4 separate regions of the Mus musculus genome follow, and all the other regions are linked to region 2. Evidence: chromatin contacts called from public HiChIP or PLAC-seq and promoter capture Hi-C data. All regions are on one chromosome and are shown on one strand. The core of a region is the stretch at or near the end of the contact, and the rest is flanking DNA. Distances in the headings are between cores, read along the strand shown. Region 1 holds the start of Smarce1 (SWI/SNF related, matrix associated, actin dependent regulator of chromatin, subfamily e, member 1). Region 2 holds the start of Med24 (mediator complex subunit 24). Region 3 holds the start of Neurod2 (neurogenic differentiation 2). Region 4 holds the start of Igfbp4 (insulin-like growth factor binding protein 4).

Region 1 (5,350 bases), core at 1,635-4,134, 500 kb after region 2:
TTATTTGGTAGGAAGTGCTGTTTTTTAGCTGAATTGTCTATCCTGTGGCTGTGATGACTGAGTGACTGTCAGTGGAAGACATCTGGGTTTTTGTATCAAGGCCAGACTTGGCTATTACATTAACAAGAAAATTAAAACTTACTGTTGCAGGAGCTGGGGTGGGAGGTGGGGCATAAGATGGTCTTTCTGTTTGAAAGAAAATAAATAACTTCTTGTAAACAACTGAGATATAATACTATGCAACAAAACTACCAATGGTCCTGCTTTGAAGAAAAAAAAAAATGAGAGTATTTTGGAATTCCCATTTGCTAGGGCATTAGTCTCGTATTAACACAGATTGATAAATATAAAAATTGAAACTTACTTGACATTTTGGAAGATTAAGTTCTCAGTTCCTTAAGAATGAATCTGAGACACTAAAATAAAAAAAAAGAAAAAAAAGAAAAAAAAAGAGAATCAAAACTCAGCAAGCATAAGAGAATGTTTTCCTAAAGAATAGGGTAGTTTGGTATTTCTGAGCAAAATTACTTCACTATTAATTGCTAGTAATCAAGCCTTTTGCATATTTTTAACTAGTTCTTACATTCATTTGATTGATCAGAATTAAATGATGAAAATAAATTACTGGGAAATTTAGAGTTATATTAGAGATGGATTTTTAGGTTTTTGCTTATGATACTGAGAGCAGCGTCTTGTATGGAAAACATTTTGCTGATGCCATGCAAACGATTACTTAGACTGATAAAAAAAAATAATGACAATAGAATGTGATGTATTATCCGGGTGACCCCAACAAGGCCTACCAGATACTGACAACCCCTGATTAGAAGCTCTGCCTTATTTAGGGAACATCTTTCATTGAAACAGAGTCATGTCTTATTCCTGGAGGCAGTGTGAAAGGTAAGTCAGTATGATAACAAACTTTACATTCTCTTTTGTTGGTAAATAGTTTCATAAGAGCCGGGAACAATTTTCTGAGGCTACTTACAGGACACATGTTGTTCCTTTACAGCTCATTTCAGAAATTATCTCAGGTACTTTCTTGATACATCATCGGGACAGAATAAATTATATCTCGTCTCTGTATTCCTACATGGCTTACAAAGACCAGCGGCACTTTCCCTCCAACAACATGTGAATGTGCTAGGTTTTGCCTTGCAAGAGAGGAGGGATGGTCTAATTTATTACTGTATTATTCAAACATAGCTCAAGTCTTCATAAATTTGGTCCTAGTATGGCCAGCTCGAAACATGGACATATCTGAGCTTGTTCCTTACTCAACATAGACCACAAATGGTAATGCATAAGAGATGAAAACTTATTTTTAGAAGGATGGTGAATACACTTTTTTTTCTCCTAGTTTTCATTTTAAGGAAGTGCCTCAAATCATCAAGGTAAGAGTTTCTGATGTGGAAATAGCTAAGTTTTTTCAATTCATCTCTTTTTTTCCTTCCATCAACACCCAGTAGGCCTTGCTGTGGGGAGCCCCGACAGAAACTGTGACAGGGTCCCTGGTACCTTACACTTCACTGCTAATACTTACAAATGATTGCTCTCCCGGGCTAAGCATATAAACTCTAGTAGTGAGTGGATCTAACCATTGTGCCTGGGACGCAACTCTGTATTTATTGAATTAATTACCTTACTGGTCAGGCTTATAACACAGTCTTACTCACTAGTCACAACGACCCTACCCGATGCGTATGACTGTCCCCATTTTACAAAGGAAGAAAACAGTCTCGGGGCGATTAAGTGTCTAAGGCCAGAGACCCGGAATTGTCAGAGATGGGTTTAAACCCAACCCACACCGTCTCAGACTTCACTCCAGGCCACCCCGGGAATCCTTAAGTCGCTGCCTGAACCAAATAAAAAATAAAAATAAACAAAGGGGGGGGGGGACGACCACCTTCGTGGTGGGTGAGGATCCCCGCTGGCCTTGCCCAGAGGGTTTCCGGAGATCCTTTCCCTGGAGTTTTGTGGCGGGCGGAGGGCGAGCTTTTCTGGAAACTCCCCTGCAGGGGGTTGTGCATTGGTGCTCACCGGCGTCGGGAGTCCCGCGGAAAGGGACTACCGGCGCCTCCGAGGAGCTGTTCCGGACGGGGTTGCCCCGCCGCCGCTAGGCCTCACCGAGGCCGCACCGGCTCTAGCTCCCGCCTCGCAGCCGAGGCCGAACCCCAGCACCCCGCGGGAGCTCGGGGTCCCGCCAAGCAGAAACACCACCGCTCGCCACCCTTCCCCGACCGGGTTGGGCCCACTGGGAAACACTCACCCGCGGGCCGAGCAGGCGCCCGCAGCTCCGGCTTCGCTTCCCTTTGTCCCGCGCTCGCCCCGCCCCTCGCGCCGGAGCTTCCGCGCTCGCACTTTCCACACGCTCCCGGGAATTGTCTGCCGGCCGCGGCCGGCTCCCGGCAGACGAACAGCCCTTCCAGTGAGCACGCGGCGAGGCTTAGGGCGCCAAGGATTTTTAAAAAAAATTTCGTCAGGCTCCTGGGTTTCCTCAGAAGTCTTCCAATTTGGATCCCGTCCCAGTCGGGCGCCGATTCGTCACGGCGAGGAGGGCGGAGAAGGCTGGGCCGCGTTGCGGGCCCTGGTTCGCGGCCCGGCGGCAGGAACTGCGCAGACTGCGCGCCCGGGGCTTCACTGAGGCGGTGGGCGCCGCCGCGTGAGGCGGGCGCCGGAGGGGAAAGGCTCGCCGGAGCCTCTCCCGGGAGAGGGTGGGACGCAGTTCCCACACACCATGCACTCTGGCTTTTCCCTTCGCTCTGGTCTTCAGTCCTCCGCTGATGGACGTATGAATGGAGAAGATGGAGAATGTAGGCGGGGAGGACCCGGGTCGCTGCGTTTAGGTCCTTGCTGGCGCCCAGCGGGGCTCCCCTGCCTCCGCCTAAGCGAAAAGCAACACGGGAGTTTTGTAGTTTTCCCAGATGTTTCTAGAGGTCGAGTGATGGCGGCGGGTTTCTGCGCCTAGGGTCCTCAGATGTCAGCTCACTCCTTCCAGCTGGCATACCTGTGACAATTCACATCCCTTCCCAGGAGGGCCAGTTCAGCTCAGCCTCGCTTGTCTTTAAACAGTTCAGTGTTTCTTTGTGATGCCCTCCTGGAACTTTCCCAAGCCGGTCCTGTATCTGATACCCTCTATATGGGATTGGGCCATCTGCTATCTTGGAAAGTCTTGAAAACAAAGTTTTAGGCATCTGGACCGGACAATTTCATAATTACCAATGATTTCTAAGGGCTAGACATGTAATTGTTCAGTGAGTGTGCGTGGAGCCACCTTTCTGGACCATTCCAGGGCTATTTTTTTTTTAAACTAATTAACGAATACTTTGGCGGATTATACAAAGTAGAGAACACTTGGCTAGTGTGGGTCACGTCACGGTGGAGGAAAAATGAACAGAGCATCTGTGGTTATCTAAGGTCAATGTTAGCATCTAGAGAAACTGGCTGAATGCTGGGACTACCTGTTGGCCCTTATCCTGGTTGTGACAACAGGAAGTGAGGTATCTTTAGAAGTGATAAGTGATAATACTGTCCAGTTCTTCCATCGCCCAATATTTTCATACTCTGGTGAAATTATCGAAATGAACCGGTATTGTAAGGAAAGACTAAAGGAGAGGTTTGTTTTGTTTTGTTTTCAGATGAATGCATAGCATAAGGGAATGATCTGAAAATGTTTTTTTTTTAACACAAAGAGCATAGAGAAGGTGAATGTAGGATCCACACAATTACAGCAGGGATCCAGTGGCTTCTTCCTCTGCCCAGTAATTCCAGCCTTGTTACTTCCCGGTCTTAGCAAGGACTATGGAATGGTGGAAAAGGGGGTACAGGCACAGTGCTCCGGAGCATGTGTGCACGCGCATGCATGCTGCAAGGTGCCATTCCCAGCTGGGCAGTTAGTTCTCTGAAACTCAGCGGTGTCTGCATGCTGTGGTGGGAAAGGGCTGGCACAAAATTGGCTTAAAAAAGGGGAATTGATTGAGTTCTAAGTGGACAGCGGCATGGCATTCTTTCTTGTTCTTTTTACTTCTGTGAGGCGCTAGGGATTGAATCCAGGGTCCCGAACAGGTCCTGCAGCACTTTTCTTTCCTTTCCTTTTTTCTTTTTTTTTTGGTTTTCCGAGACAGGGTTTCTTTGTGTAGCCCTGGCTGTCCTGGAACTCATTCTGTAGACCAGGCTGTCCTCGAACTCAGAAATCTGCCTGCCTCTGCCTCCCGAGTGCTGGGATTAAAGGCGTACGCCACCACACCCGGCCTGCAGCACTTTTCAAATAATGCTGTCTACTATTATATCTCCCCAGAATTATAGGATTTTATAATTATGGTTATGATGCGTGTGTGTGTGTGTGTGTGTGTGTGTGTGTGTGTGTTTGTAGGATCTTACTACGTAGTTCAGGCTGGTCTGGAACTCAAAATCTTTCCTCTGCCTTCCACGAGCTGGGATCGCAGGTGTGTACTGTCAGCACCTAGCTGGATTTTAAAACTTAATCCTTAATTTATCTTGGAAACCAAGTTAAACCCTTCATCTCCTATCACTGGAGCTGTCTTCCTCAAGTGATTTAGCTTTGTTTGGCTTAACCATGCACAGACATCTTTGAAATAGGAGAACCCAAATACAAGGAAGCCTTAGAGTTCATGTTTAAATTTTTTTTTATTATGGTGGCATCATTTACTTTGGTAAATTCATATTCTGATTTTAAAATGCCTCAAAGCAAACAAAACTCATTTACAAATTCAAGTACTGCATGTTACACACAGAATAGCCACACAGTGGAACTTCTCTAGCAAGCTGTTAATTCACAATGCCCAGTCCCAACACTGCAGTAGATTGCACTAAATGTATCGCTTTATCGTAATTGTTGTTGCATAATGCAGTAACCAGTACAATGGCTAATATGATTGCAGTCAAAGCTTTAATAAAGTAGCAGCATTTAATGATGAATACTCCCCCTCCCTTTTTTTTTTCCCTGAGGTCCAGACCCAGTGCCTCCTATGTGCTAGGTGAAGTTCTGCCACCTTGCGGTACCCCCAGCCTGAAAGAAACATTTAATGTGTAGGATGCAATTTTAGGTCAGGCGCTTATTCAAGAATAAGTGCTTAATATGCTGTTGTAACATTGAAGAACAGCATCGTTCATTTTTACTCACTAACTAGAGTGAGTCAGGCTGAAGGCAACCTGGAGTAATGAAAAAGGGGAACGTTAAACCTCTGGATTACACTAAAAGCTAACTAATGTAAGTTCCTTGTGGCTAAAGCATATTTACTAGTCAACATATATACACACATGTGGAGAGGGAGGGAGGGGGAGAGGAGGGTGGGCTTTGAAGGCCCCACTAAAATGCTAATATAGCTGT
Region 2 (4,753 bases), core at 88-2,587:
CTACATAAAACACTGTCTCAAAAACAGAAACAAGGATCTGGCAAAGAGGCTCAGCAGGTGAAGGTGTTTGGCGTGCTAATATGAGTTCAAATCCCCAGAAAGGTGGGAAGAACTCTACAAACTCTACAAAAGTATCGTTTTTGTTTTTTTTTTGGTTTTTCCAGACAGGATTTCTCTGTATAGTCCTGGCTGTCCTGGAACTCACGTTGTAGACCAGGTTGGCCTCGAACTCAGAAATCCGCCTGCACCTGCCTCCCCAGTGCTGGGATTAAAGGCGTGTGCCACCACGCCTGGCTACAAAAGTATCTTACCTCCACAAGCATTCTGCGATGTGCATGCCCTCCCCGCCCATAAGTACATGTAGTTTTTTTTTTAAGTTTTACTTGTAAATGTATATGGAGAGAGTAAATAAATGTAATATTCATTCATTACAACAAATGGAGTGTTATTTTTGCAATAAATTAAGCCTAAATGGACAACTGTCAGTTCTCCAGGTGTTTCACCTCCAAAAGCCAAGAGTCGGGAATCTTTACCTGGGAACTAATGGCGTACTTCAGGTACGACAGGATCAGAGGATTGGGGGAAGGCCCAATCATAGCCTGCTCCAGGAGCGCTTCTGCAAGGAAAATTAAAGTAAGGCTGAGTGTTTACAGCTTTTCTGAGGACACCCCTCCCATCCTTCTTTGCCCATTTTACTTGAGACCTGCTAGGTTGAGAATGTCCCAGGTGGCTCCTTTGGGGAAGAATTTTTTCATGTTGATTGCCCATTGGTAGTCACTCCATCGCTCTTTCCAGGCTTGCAAAATGGCCTGCTTCAGGTTCACCACCTTCATGATGTCACTCCAAGGAGGCGAGATGAGTGACAAGGTGGGAGTTTAAAAACGGAGCCAGATGAGAACTGGAGTTCTGAGGGAAAGAACAAGGGAGACATAAATAGAACGGAAATTCGAGAAGGTTTAAGCAAAACAAACAAACAAACAGAAAAATAAACAGAGAGGAAAAAAACTAGGCAGAGTAGAAGGCGTCAAGTTAGCGGCTCTGTCACCTTCTCGGTTTCTGAACAACCGTTTCTCGAATTGGGACAGAAAGTGTCAACAAAGCCCTGAAGCGAGCAGGAAAGGGTTAAGCCCGCTCCGGTTGTCTAATTATGCCCTTCGCTCTAGCTGCGTTCCTCACCACTTCCACCCCAAACCCAGATCTACCCTCTCCCCATTGCCTCTACCTTCCTCGGCCCTGAAGTTGTAATTCCTTCTTTTCCTACATCTACCATCTCCCCAAATTTAAGCCTACCATACAAACCGGTTGTACATCGTAGGCAGCGCCATCTTGACACCTACTAAGGAAATCATTTACCATTGGCCGGCGGCAACACACACCAACCAATAGAAACGTAGCAAGAGGCGAGTCCTGCCACAATACCTTCTGGGAATTGTAGTTCTTTGTCTAAGACTTGTCTAAGCTGCCAAACAGGCAGAAGGATTAATCTAATTGGTTCTGGTGGTTTTTATCTGAGATAATCCGAAGAGCTGAGGTACGCTGGTACCCAGAGTCTCAGGGTCTATGGAGAAACCAACTCTCTGTCTCCCAGTGATGTTGCCATCTATCCCTACCTTCAATCATTCTGATACTGTGGCTATTTCCCAGAAACGAGGCATAACAGTGAATTCTAGCCTGGCTTCTGTTTTGGCTTCTAACCTGGCTTCTATTTGGGTTTTGGCCTTTGTTCTCGAAAGCCCCTGTAGGCACTAGAGCTCTCATTTTCATATTTCTATTCCAAAAGAGACACTGAAGTGTGGGTAGCAGCACACATACCATCATTTTAACCCCAAATCTGACAATTCTCCCAGAATTCACTGATCCTGAATACTGTTTGGATACAAAAGGAAATAAGGAGAAAACAGAAGCTGAGCATGGCACCACGCCCTTAGTGCCAGCACTCAGAAGGCAGAGGCAGCTGGGTCTCTGAGTTTAAGCCTGGTCTACAGAGTGAGTTCCAGGACAGCCAGGAGGACTACACAGAGAAACTCTGTCTAAAAAACACAAAACACAAAAACAAAAACAAAGAAACAAAACAAACAAACAAACAAAACAGAGGAAATATGGGTTAAGATTATTGGGTGTCTCAAAAACTGTTTAAGAAGGCCTCGGGGGCTGGTGAGATGGCTCAGTGGGTAAGAGCACCCGACTGCTCTTCCGAAGGTCCGAAGTTCAAATCCCAGCAACCACATGGTGGCTCACAACCATCCGTAATGAGATCTGACTCCCTCTTCTGGAGTGTCTGAAGACAGCTACAGTGTCCTTACATATAATAATAAATAAATCTAAAAAAAAAAAAAAAAAAGAAGGCCTCGGGATCAAATGTGGTATTGTGGCTAAGACCATTCTGCACATTTGGAGGCAGAGCTTTATCACCCCTCTTTTTCTTGGCTCCCAATCTCATATCCCAAGGAGATAGGTCAGCCTGTTTCTTCAAATTCTGTCTATATTCCCCAACCCATTCCTCTTCTGTCCCACATTCCTCTTTGTACAGCTATGAAAGCACTCTACACTGAACTACAGCCCCCTCCCTGAGCTACCTTTTGACTGAGAATCAGGATAAATATTGAGAAAACAGTCCACATGGGCTCTAAAACTGGCCTTGTAGACATGTAGGAGACTAATAGGATCCTGGGTACCTGGAGCACGCTATGAACAGGGAGAGTATAGCTGGAGTACGGCCAAATCACATCCTTCTAAGATGGGTACTGCCTATGGTCTTCCTCCATCTCTCTCTACACACACACACCCATTTTTATTCTGCTCTTTTGTGCCTTCCCAGGGGATACTATTCGAGAATGGTATTTATACAAAATAGCTGCCAAGAATGTGGAGCCAAATCTTCCAAAGCAGGAAGGAAGGAGTTCTCAGACTCCTGATTCATAACCTTCAGACTCCCCCTCCAAACAGACCTGCACTCCATACTGCCACATTTGCCCGTGGTGAGCCCCCTACTCCTTTCCTGTTACACAGCCCAATACCCTACCACCACCATCACCATCATAAATTGTTTCTGGATACAGCTGCTCTTTCCCTACCCCTCAGAGCTCAAACGGCCCCTCTTGGAAACAGGCTGTCAATTCTGTGAGTGCTCCTTATTGAATTAGTGAGTGTTGGTCCACCCATATGGGAGGGGGTGGAGATATTTAGGCCTGGGGATGGTTAGACTCAGAGCTCAAATCCTTCCCTCTGGCACAAATCCTGGCAGATTTCTGAGAGGGAGGGTGCCCCGCCTCCACCCTTCCTAATGCTGAGAGGCAGCAGCTTTTGGTATTGAGCCATCTGCCTTCCCTGGTCCCCGACTCCTCACCAGCCGCCCAGGCTTCAGGCTTGGCAGAGTTTCCTCAAGGACTCAACTGTATGTACAAGGACTACCTCAGCCTCTGGGCAAGGACCATCACCGAATTCTCTACTTTGACCTTCCTGCTTCTCTGGTCTGCAAATATCAGAGCTGCTAGCCTTTCTCTAACCCGCCTCCTTCTCCCTCCTGGGAACCCTTTTAAGCTCTCTGATTTACCTACCACACACGAAAGACTTTATGATAATGCTCCCAAGAATGAGAGAAAAGATGCTATGTTCCCTTTGGGGTGTATGCAACATGCCTCCCCCTCCTCTCAAGCTCCCCCACCTGCCTCGACTTACTCCACTGTCTCTAGCTGTTCCTCAGAAGCTGGGCTCCCACTTCCTAGTTCTGGGCCCCAGTATCTTTACCATTTATTAATTTATTTTATTATTTATGTGTAGTGTGTGTGCGTGTATGATCATGAGTGTGTGTATGGGTGTGCATGTATGTGCATATGCACACGTGCAAGCCAGAGATTGACTCCTGTTATCCTTAATTGTTCTCTACCCAATTTTTTGAGACAGAGTCTGCTTCTGAACTTGGAGGTCACCGCATTGATTTGACTAGATAGCTGGCCAGTGGGCTCTGGGGATCCACCTGATTCCACCACTACCACTCCCCCAGCACTGGGCTTATAGATGTGAGCTGCTACTTATGGGTACTGCTCAGGTTCTTGTAAGCAAGCACTTTACTGACTGAGCCATCTTCCTATCTCCCCTCCCTTTTGGCGACAAGATTTCTCTGTGTAGTCCTGGCTGTCCTGAAGCTCACTCTGTAGATCAGGCTATCCTTGAACTCAGAAATTCACCTGCCTCTGCCTCCCTAGTACTGGGATTAAAGGCATGCACCACCTCAGGGCTTCTATCCTTTAAAAAAATTCTTTTTTGAAACATTGTATAGCTCAAGCTAGTCTGAAACTTGCAGTGTAGCAGGTTAGCTTCAAACTCTTGCCTCCCCAGGCAGTGGCAACAGATTTCTGGTAGCACTTGGGAGGCAAAGTCTGGTGGATTTCTGAGTTCCAGGCCAGCCTGGTCTACAGAGTGAGTTCCAGGACAGCCAAGACTACACAGAAACCCTGTCTCAAAAAAACAAAAACAAAACAAACAAACAAAACAAAAAAACAAAAAACAAACTCTTGCTTCAGCTTCCTTGGTAATAGAATTATAGGCTTGCATTACCACACTAAGCAACATCTTCAACATAGTGGATGGTCTAGCTGGAGAAGGAGAGTAGCTGGAGAGGATGAGTAGCTGAAGAAGAGGAGTAGCTGGAGAAGAGGAGCACAGAGAAGCCAACAGGTTAAGTGACATGGAAACATCTGGAGCCACTGAATAAATAAAGTATTCTGCCCTTAGAGCAAGAAGCTGCAAGAAA
Region 3 (4,908 bases), core at 824-3,323, 400 kb before region 2:
AGCCGCCTGACACTGTGCGCCTGCCAGGCGGGAGCACGGGTATGGGTACGGATGCATGGCGAACGGGCCACCCGAGCCGTGAAAGCGGCCGGCGCCGTCCGCGCCCTGCTCCGTGAGGAAGTTACGAGAGTTTAGCTGCAGGCAGCCGGCCACCAGATTCGTGGTGGGCTGTGACAGCCCCTTGCACAGAGTCTGCACGTAGGACACCAGATCCGGCCGCTTCCCGGAGCGCAAGATCTCCGAGAGAGCCCAGATGTAGTTCTTGGCCAGGCGCAGGGTCTCGATCTTGGACAGCTTCTGCGTCTTGGAGTAGCAGGGCACCACCTTGCGCAGGTTGTCCAGAGCCGCGTTCAGGTCGTGCATGCGGTTGCGCTCCCGCGCGTTGGCCTTCTGTCGCCGCAGCTTGGAGCGCTCCAGACGCGCCTTGGTCATCTTGCGTTTCTTCGGCCCGCGCTTCTTGGGCCGCTCGCCTTCCGCCTCGTCCAGTCCTTCCTCCTCCTCCTCTTCCTCCTCCTCCTCGCCGCCCAGCTCTCCTTCCTCCTTGACCTCAGCCAACGTGGGTTCAGGGATCTCTTCTCCTCCACGAAGAGACACTGGCTTGGCGGCCCGGGCGGGTCCTGGAGCCCCCGACCCGGGAGCAGGAGGAGGCTGCGGCGGCGCGTCGCCCTTGTCGCTCCTCGGCTCGTCGTCGTCGCCGTCGCCCCAGCTGGCGAACTTGGGCACGTCCGAGAGGAGGCCGGGCTCGCTGAACAGGCGGGTCAGCATGGTGCCTGAGGGCGCCCCGGGGGCGGGGAGACAGACAGCACAGAGTGAGGGGCGCGCCGGGGTCACCACGACCCCCCAACCCGCCTCCACCCCCCAAGTCTCCGTGAGCGCCCCAGCTCAGGGGCCCCCGATGCCCACTACGTCCTGCTGCCCCGCCCAGAGCCGGCCCAGCCCTGCCCGGCTGCCAGTGGGGGACCGCGGCCCAGGCCCTTGCCCGAGATCCGGGCTCCTGCTCCGCCCCTGGCCCGGAAGGAAGCTGCTCTCGGCCGGTGTCGGGGTCCCAGAGAGCTTGACCAGGTGGGGGGTTAAGGGACCAGGTCCATCTTCCCGGGGAGGCGGTGCTCTCGCCCGAAAGCCAGCTCTCTCCCGGTGACGGAGAGAAGCTGGGCGGCCGCCGTGGGGACGCTGCCCCGGTTCCTCCTCTCCACGGTCCGGCCCCTCGGCCTGGCTCCCCAAGCCCTCCGGTGCCTCTCACCCCCAAGCTCCCTAATCCAATTTGCAAGTTGGCCGCGCGCCGCCCCCGGCCGGGCCCCCACCCCCGCAGCCCCAATTCTAGACACCGGAGCACCGTCTCCTCTCTAGCTGCTGCTTACGGGTCTCCCGGAGCGGGCTCCGGGTGCGGGGACTGAAGAAGCCGGGCGTGGGGAGGAGACCCAAAAGCGAACCCTGTTCGTCTCCCTTGCGGTCAGGGACCCTCTTCCCCTCTTCAAACTCCCTCCCTCCCACACGTCTCTACAGATCTCGTTGTATTTTGAGATCCTTGGGGAAAAATCCAAATTTATTTGTTTGCTTATCTTTTTTGGTGGTGGGAAAAGGTCACAGGTTCCTTCGGGACAGTCATGGGGGGGGTCCCATCTTCGCTTCTTCGAGTGCCTCATGACCCTTCCCCCTCAGCCCATCCTAGGCATACCATCTCCTTCCGCAGCCCCTTAAGCTGCGGCCCCAATGGGAGAGAGAACACGGGGCGCCCCCGCTGCCCATCCCGTAAGGGGGTAGGGTCCCAGGAATAGGAGAACTGGGGGGGACTTCCATGTCCGAAGCAGCGCCCCCCCACCACTAATAGCAGGTCAGATCTAGCTCCCTCTCGGACAACTTACCTCAGAGAGGAGTCAAGGGGAGAGGGGAGGGGAGGGGGGAGGGGGCAAGAGAGAGAGGGGGGAGAAGAGGAATCTTCTCGCTTATTTCATTGTTCCCCCATCTTCAGGGAGCGGGGGCAGCGGTTCCTCAAGGCGGCGGGCGCCGGCGTCTTCAGAGCGCCATGCGAGCCGCGGAGCGAGTGTGGCATCTCTACCAGGCGGGGTACCAGCCTCTATGCCAGGCCATATGGGCTTGGCACGTCACGGGCAGCAGCTATCACATGAGAGACGGTGATTGGCATGCGTCTGCATTGGGGGAGAGCCGGCTCCCCCGGGACCCGCCGCCATCTGTCACTCTCTACTCCAAAAAAAAAAAAAAAAATTAAATAAATAAAGGAAATAAATAAATATCTCTGCCGCCCTCCCCTCCCCGCCCAACGCAGGAAAAGCAGAGATTGAGAGGGAGGTGGGAGGATTTGCCCCCCTCAGATATAGAACCCCCCACATGGGAACAATGGGGTGGCAAGTCTGGGAATTGGCGGTTTGTGGTTGCCAGGCCAATTCAGGGCTCTCTCCAGGGTCTTGATCTGTCCATTTCCCTGTCTCCAGGTCCCTAAGGTGGGTCAGGACCAGACCCTGGGGTGTGGAGAAGGGACCTCGGTGCTTACTGCCGCTCCCCAAGAGAATCCCCTCCACCACAAAGGGACAGCTGAGGCTCCTTCCAGGGTGGGTGTGGGGGGCATCCCTGGCCCAAGCCCCATAGGTAGATGCTGGCACCATGCCATTCCTCATCCCTGTCTGCCCCTCCCCCACCCACCCTCACGCACACACAACATATGTGGCTGAACAAAATTCAAACCAAGGGAAAGACAGAGAAAGGGAAAGATTTGCCTCCCTGGGTGTCTGTGCCTCTGCATGGGCGTGTTGTGCGTGCGCACGCGAGTGCTCATGTGTGTGTGTGTGTGTGTGTGTGTGTGTGTGTCTGTGGGGACATGTGTGTCTATCTGTGTAGTCATCACACAGGAGATCTTTCCTTGGGTGTCAAGGGCAAATGTATGGTGGGGTGGGGTGGGGAGGGATTTGGAGATGAGCTATGTGTCCCTATCTGGGTTAAGGTGGGCACAGATCTGGATTCCTAACCCAGAAGCCCTCTTCCTCCTCTTCCTCCTCCTTCTTGAGTCACTGAGGCCTTACCACCCCTGATCCTTGCCAGGTAGGCCATCCACCAATGCCTCTCTTTTGGCCTTCTGATTTGGTTAGCTGAAGGAAAGGGTATGACTGGTTGCAGGCCGCTTAGAGTTTTTAGACAGGACCCAGCACTCTTCCTCTCTGCAGAAAATACAAAAGCCACAGAGGCTGACCCCATCAGTCACAGGAGAGGCCAGAGAGGAGAAGACCAGACAGGTGTCTTGCTGAGGGAGGTAGGAAATGGATGCTTTATTTTACAGTTCCCCTTGCAAGGTTCCTATCCTGCCAGACACAGATGCAAATGGTACAGGTTAAAGGGAGGAGCTTCCGACACACCCACCTTCCCACCAGTTCCTCACTCTGTGGTGGAGAAAATGGAAACACACCCCTGTTCAGAGTTAACCTGTGTGAGAGACAAGTACTTGCAGTCAGGGGTAGAGACCCTTGACCACACTGGACTCAGGCAGGTGCTGTCTTCAGGCCCAAATTTCTTGTCTCTCCCTTGACCTACCTGTGCACACCCAACAACCTTGGCTCACATATTCAGATGCCAGCCAGCCACATAGCAAGCACAGAACCACACAGACAAAAGGAAGACCGCACCACATCCCTTAGTCCAAGTGGATGCCCTCTGGTCTTACCTGGAGAACCCTTCTCAAGGGAGTCTTGGGCTGATAAGACAAGAATTCGACGTTCAGAATGAACAAGGTGCTCCACAGAGACACATGCTGGCTTGAAAGGCCTTGAGAAAGTCGGTATGAAGCTTGGACACTTGGAGGTCAGGGGCTGAAAGAAGGTCCAAAGGCCAGGCACTTCCTCTTCCTTCCACAGAGGCAGTGCAGGGAAATGGATATAGCTAGGTACCCAGGGGGAGGAGGAGGGGAGCAAGCTGAGACTAGAACCCAGGACCCCTTCACCAACCCAGTTGCCTTGGTGGTCACCAAGGACAAGAAGACCTTTATAGGCTCTGCAACTAGGAAGTCAGAGCCCATCTAAGTCACATAGCCTGACACTGTGGATGGAATCTTGGCAGAGGCAAAAGCAAAACCAGGGGCACTACTGGGTTGGGGGCTGGCTTGCCAGGACACTTCCAGTTTGGGGTATAATTTCAAGGGCGTTCATGACTCTGTCTCCTCTAGCCCCTGGGCTGTGAGGTGTTTTGAACACACACACACACACACACACACACACACACACACACACACTCACAGCGCGCGCGCACACACACACACACACACACACACACACACATGCATGCACACACTCACGTGCATAATATGAGTTCTGATTCTTGGTCTACTCTGTTCACCTGGTTTTCATCTTGTTTTGTTTTTGAAATGGGGTCTCACTAAGTATTCTTGGCTATCTTGGAAATCACTATGTAGACCAGAGTGGCACCTGAACTCACTTTTGCCTTCAGAGTGCTGGGATTAAAGACATGCACTACCACATTGTAAAAGACAATGCTGAATTCTAGACTGGGGATTTAGCTCCAAGGTAGGGTGCTTGCCTCAAGAGCCCAAAGCCCTGGGTTTGAATCCCAGCACAAACAAAGGAACTTTGAGATAGTCTTCTCAGCCTTGGTTTCCCTATCTATAAGTGGTAGTCTGCTTGCTTTATAGGGCTGCTTGCTGGTTGACACTAAGTAGCATGATAGGTTAATGAGTTTAGCATAGGGCCAATAATAAAACACTCTCCCAATACATACCAGCTTTTATTTATTTATTTTAAAGATTTGTTTGTTTAATGTATGAGTGCTCTATTTGCATGTGCACCTACATGCCAGAAGGGGGCATCAGAACCCAGGATAGATGGTTGGGAGTCACTATCTGGTTGCTGGGAATTGAACTCAGGACTTCTGGAAGAACAGCCATCTCTC
Region 4 (5,002 bases), core at 2,182-4,681, 310 kb after region 2:
CCAGGTGGAGGGACCAGCCTGTACCAGTAACTCTGCCCGTGGATTTCAGACTCCTCCCTTTCTTCTTGATTGTTTGAGACAGAGTCACTGTATGGCCCAGGCTGGCCTCTCCTAAGTACTGGGAGTATAGGCCTGGGCAACCATGCCTGGGTAAAATGACCTTCAGGGGCTACAGAGATTTGAACCTAGGACCTCATGCGTGCTAGGTAAGTACTCTACAAGTAAGCTATATATATCTCCAGTTCTCAGAACCCCTGTCATTATCCCCTCTTGTTTTCTTCTAACCATTCTCCATGGTTGAGCCCATGAATTTTGCCCCTTCCCACTTCCTTTTTACCTCCCTTCCTTCATTTCTTCAATGATGAAAATTACTTATTTATATGTTAAATGGGGACCTGAAGACAGATGGCTCAGCTTCCAGAGAACTCCAGTTCAGGTCCCAGCAGATCTCAGGTGGCTTACAGTGCCTATAACCCCAGCTCCAAGAGATCTGATGCCTCTGGCCTCTCTGCCTCTGTGGGTTCCTGCACTCATGTACACATCCACTTAACAGACACACACACACATAATCAAAAAATACTAGGGCAGGCTGGAGAGATGGCTCAGCGGTTAAGAGCACTGACTGCTCTTCCAAAGGTCATGAGTTCATTTCCCAGCAACCACACAGTGGCTCACAACCCTCTGTAAAGGGATCTGATGCCCTCTTCTGGTGTGTTTGAAGACTGCAATGGTGTGCGCATATAAAATCAATCTTTAAGAAAACCACTATGACTTGGTAGCCTGTCTTCTATGCTAGCACTCAAGAACCAGAGGTAACTGGATCTTCAAGAGTTCAAGGCTAGCCTGGCCCACATAGTGACTTCTAGGCCAGCAAAGGTTACATAATGAGACCTCCCGTCTCAAAATAAATAAATACCAATAAATCCATTTTATAAAGATGTTAAGTAACAGATCTATAATTGTAAAGGGCTCTGCTACAACTTAACACTCAGAGCCCTGGCTCTGACTACTGTTCCTCCTATCTCCTTGAGCAGCTTTTACTGCTGAGAGGCACACTAAACCAAGAGAGGCTCCAGTTTGGTGGAGGAGACACAGGTCGCACCATCAGAAGAGCTCCTATAATCTGGGATGAGTTCCTAGCAGGGGAGGCCTAGGAAGGACAAAATGCTTGGTGCCTATCTCCTTCTAGGCACTTCTCAGAGATGCTTATAAAGTCCCTTTTGCTTGACAGGTCCTGAAGGTCCTGAGCTTCAGCATCCCTAATGAGGGCGAAGTGACAGGCTGGATAATCATCTAGTCTGACCATGCTGATACCAGTTTAATTTTATTCTTGAGCACAGGAAACTTGGCTTCAGGTCACATCAGCAGTGAATATTTCTCATGCCCCAGAGGTAGAACTGGCTTCGAGTGCCTCTGGGTCCCCATGTGTCCCATATAAATATCTCCTAGAGCGCCTGCCCATGTCTTAGAAAACTTATTTTCATTACACACTTGTCTTCTCTCTTCTTGAGGCAAAAGTCCTGGGATAATAAGTGCTTAGTGAATGTACCTTATGTGGAGAGTCATGCTTGAGCCCTGACTTCCCGGGAATGGGGTGGGGGTGGGGAGACACCAGAGGAAGGTTTGGGGGCAGAGGAGGTGTTGGGGTTGCAGGATGGGGGCCTCTGTCTCATCTAGAGACCTTTACAGAACACCCACTTTCATCAGCACGCGCGTCTATTCATCTTGGGTTTGCTGTCTGGCCGGCAAGTTGAGTGCTGGGCCTCAGAACTGTCCTTATTGGTCCTTCTTGTTCCCACAGGAGCTCCAAGAAGTGGCATAGGCTTCCTTTTAGCTAGACACCAACTTCAACTTGGTGCATTAAGTATAAGGCTGACTGGGTTTAAGGACGAGGATGGGGGCAGGGACTGGCTTCCGAATCAAAAACAAAACAAAACAGAAGCAAAAACAAAAAACCCGCTGTCTTCCCCCAGGAGCTTCAAGAACCCGTTCTGTTCACTTTTCTCTATGGCAGATGAGACAGGAGAGACCCAACTTTATCCTTGCGATGGGACTGAGGGAAGGAATCCTATCACTTCAACCCTCCTGCAGTCTTAGAGGTTGCCAGTAGGTGCCGTCAGTTCGCAACTTTTTGATCAGTCTTCCAGGTCCGGGTCTTGGTGCCTTTCTCCCTCCAACCGCGCCAACAGTCTGCGGTGCAGAAAGTGGGAGGTGGCCTAATTCCTCCGAGGCTGAAAGACCCCGACTCTGGGACAAAGAACCGGAAGAGGTCTAGGAAATCTTTAGGTTGGTTGCTCCTTGGATGTTTAGCCCAACCCTTCCGGACCCCATCCACCCGCAAAATCCTTCGGTCCTCCGACTGTGCCTGGACAGACACAAGAAGCGAACTCCTTGGTTGGGGAGGATGAGGAGGCGTAGGGAGAAATGAAAAAGAAGGTGGTAGGAGGTGGGTCTCTCCTCCAAACGCGACTCTAGATCAATTCCCGTTTCCAACAGAATTGCTGCGAGGGGAAGGGATATATTTATCAATAATCCCTTTATCACCCAGGGGCAAAGTGGCGTCGGGAAAATTAAAAGGCCGCTTCTCTTTCTGGAAATCTTTGACTGCCATCTACTGGGAAACTGTTGCAGTAACTATGCAAACACACAATGAGTACATGAAGTGGAGCCCCCTGGAGTTGTTCGACTCACATCTTGTACAAAGCCAATGGCAGTCTCCTTCCAGAATCTAAGCAGGGCGGTAGAGGGAACAACATCTAGGAAGGAGGAAGAGGCTTGGCACTTTGTTCTGGAGTTCTGGAAGCAGAGTGCAGCAAGGCCCAAATGGAACCAGGGGCGGGGGTCAAGCGACAGGGGTTCAGGGGCAAGTGAGAAGACTGCCTATTAGCACCTTGAGGCCAGAACTCTCCTGGACCCTTTACAGAGTGCTTAGTCGCCTTGTCCCACTTTAGCGCGGTCTCTAGAGGTTGACTGGACATACCCGGGGGGTGGGTGGGGGTGACCGGAGGACTCTGGCCAGGGATGGGAACTGAACAAGAGAATCTTGAATCCGCTATGAGGTCAGGTTTTCTGTGGCAGCAGGAGGATCTCCTAGGTGTCTGGGAAGGACTCCTTCGAGGTCGAGGGAGGGGGGCAAAGCAACATCCCCTTCGTTTCCCCTCGCCCTGCTTCCTCTTCAGGGTCCAGCTCAGAGGCTCTCCGCGCGCAGGCCACCGCTTCCAAACTGCGTCGCTTTCTTCGGCGGGGCAAAGGACTTTCAGATGTTGTAGCGGTGGCGGCGACTCAGGCCAGCGCCCCCTCCCCCCTAACGGCCTCTTCTCCCGCTCCATTGCTCCAGTTCCCCCTCGCCCTCCCCTGCTCTCCCACCTCGGGGACGGCGCTGGGGGTGTGGCCAGGGGGCCGGTATAAAGTCCCGGGAGCCGGTCCCGGGCAGCCGCTCAGCCCCCTGCCCCCCGCCGCCTGCTGGGCCGGCCGAGGATGCAGCGCAGCGCCTCGGTGGCCAGGCTCGCTCTGCTCCAGCGTGCTTGCTAACTTCCCCGGCTCCGTCTCTGCCTGCCGGGGTCGCCCCGTGTCCCTGCGCCCTCCGGGTCTGGTTCTCTAAGCTCTCTGGGCGCTGCCTCCGGGTCCCTTGCAGCCCGCTCGCGAGCCCGCGCTCCCCTCCTGCGCCCCACCCTCGTCCTCGCCATGCTGCCCTTCGGCCTCGTGGCCGCCCTGCTGCTGGCCGCAGGGCCTCGGCCGAGCCTGGGCGACGAAGCCATCCACTGCCCCCCTTGCTCCGAGGAGAAGCTGGCGCGCTGCCGCCCCCCCGTGGGTTGCGAGGAGTTGGTGCGGGAGCCAGGCTGCGGTTGTTGCGCCACTTGCGCCCTGGGCTTGGGGATGCCCTGCGGGGTGTACACCCCACGCTGTGGCTCAGGCATGCGCTGCTACCCTCCCCGGGGGGTGGAGAAGCCCCTGCGTACATTGATGCACGGGCAAGGCGTGTGCACGGAGCTGTCGGAAATCGAAGCCATCCAGGAAAGCCTGCAGACCTCTGGTAAGGTACACCTACCTTCCCTCGGCCACATTTCCCAAACACCCTCCTCCCTGCAACTTAGTTCCCATTCTGGCTGGCCTGGAAGGCCCGTCAATGCCCCCTGTGAGTTGAGGAGAAGGGAGGTACGTGGCAGAGCTTAGAAACAGCCAAGAATGCTGGCATTTAATCCCAGCACCAGTTGCCACTGGTCGAGGGAAACCTACCCCACCTCTTCATCTCAAACCTCCTAAGTACTTCTTTGGGAAGAGGGGCCTTGGCCTCAGTGGTAAGCCTGGCTCCTGAGGTAAGTTAAATGACCTGATTCAGTTACATTTGTCATCTAGAGTTAGATGACTGCGATGATAAGGTGTGCGTGCGTGTGTGTGTGTGTGTGTGTGTGTGTGTGTGTGTACATGCACATGTGCATACGTGTGTGCATGTGTCTGTGGGGGGTGATAAGGATGGTGTGTGTGTACATGCGCATGTGCATACGTGTGTGCAAGTGTCTGTGGGGGTGATAAGGATGGTGTGCTTGTGCACGTTTGTGTGATAAGGATGGTATGTGTATTCGAGCGGGAGGCAGTGTGTGTGTGTGTGTGTGTGTGTGTGTGTGTGTGTGTGTTGGGACGGTTCCTTTCTGTTCCTGATCCAGAGCCTGATCCACACACCCAGTCTCAGGTGAGAGGTGTGAGGAGCCAGGGGCTGGGCCTTTCACTCATCACCCTGGGGTGAAGTGGGACATACAATTCAGAAGAACCTCTGGGGTAAAGAACATGCGACTTGGACTTCCCCCAAAGGCTCAGAAAGCAAAGGAAGAGAAGGCAGGGCTCTTTCTGCCAGGTTGGCACATCCAGGTTTCTTGCTCCTTCCTTCTGGCAGGTGCCATCTGAGGGGGTTGGAGGGAAATGCTGGTTGCTGGTCCCGAGTTGCAGACCCCTTGGGTATATGGGACTGAGAAGAGAGGAGGGCTAGACAGACAGATCTTGCATT

Evidence for each region. Promoter capture Hi-C pulls out the DNA fragments that hold promoters and counts their contacts. HiChIP or PLAC-seq counts read pairs in DNA pulled down with a chosen protein or histone mark. Capture Hi-C pulls out chosen DNA fragments and counts their contacts.
Region 1: a contact with region 2 is called in a promoter capture Hi-C map of erythroid cells, with 7 times the contacts expected there. The contact joins the promoter of Smarce1 here to the promoter of Med24 in region 2. A contact is called at or near these places in 2 of 39 promoter capture datasets (cranial neural crest and erythroid cells), 2 of 115 datasets of contacts at active chromatin or transcription factors (cardiomyocytes and embryonic hindbrain) and 1 of 9 other capture datasets (liver).
Region 3: a contact with region 2 is called in a FOXA1 HiChIP or PLAC-seq map of pancreatic cancer cells. The contact joins the promoter of Neurod2 here to the promoter of Med24 in region 2. A contact is called at or near these places in 3 of 39 promoter capture datasets (cranial neural crest, embryonic stem cells and hippocampal neurons) and 1 of 115 datasets of contacts at active chromatin or transcription factors (pancreatic cancer cells).
Region 4: a promoter capture Hi-C map of adipose tissue shows a contact between it and region 2. The contact joins the promoter of Igfbp4 here to the promoter of Med24 in region 2. A contact is called at or near these places in 1 of 484 Hi-C or Micro-C datasets (embryonic stem cells), 1 of 115 datasets of contacts at active chromatin or transcription factors (pancreatic cancer cells) and 1 of 9 other capture datasets (adipose tissue).

What each region holds. Positions count from the first base shown.
Region 1 is chr11:99,228,133-99,233,482 of GRCm38.p6, forward strand. It overlaps Smarce1 (SWI/SNF related, matrix associated, actin dependent regulator of chromatin, subfamily e, member 1), which reads right to left and starts at 2,885. Exons shown (of 11, transcript NM_020618.4): 1 at 2,270-2,885; 2 at 365-416; 3 at 143-186. The coding sequence starts at 371. It overlaps Krt222 (keratin 222), which reads right to left. Exons shown (of 6, transcript NM_172946.3): 6 at 4,629-5,350.
Region 2 is chr11:98,728,082-98,732,834 of GRCm38.p6, forward strand. Med24 (mediator complex subunit 24) reads right to left here and starts at 1,338. Exons shown (of 26, transcript NM_011869.3): 1 at 1,291-1,338; 2 at 704-906; 3 at 534-616. The coding sequence starts at 833.
Region 3 is chr11:98,327,572-98,332,479 of GRCm38.p6, forward strand. It overlaps Neurod2 (neurogenic differentiation 2), which reads right to left and starts at 2,074. Exons shown (of 2, transcript NM_010895.3): 1 at 1,863-2,074; 2 at 1-770. The coding sequence starts at 765.
Region 4 is chr11:99,037,813-99,042,814 of GRCm38.p6, forward strand. Igfbp4 (insulin-like growth factor binding protein 4) reads left to right here and starts at 3,432. Exons shown (of 4, transcript NM_010517.4): 1 at 3,432-4,033. The coding sequence starts at 3,685.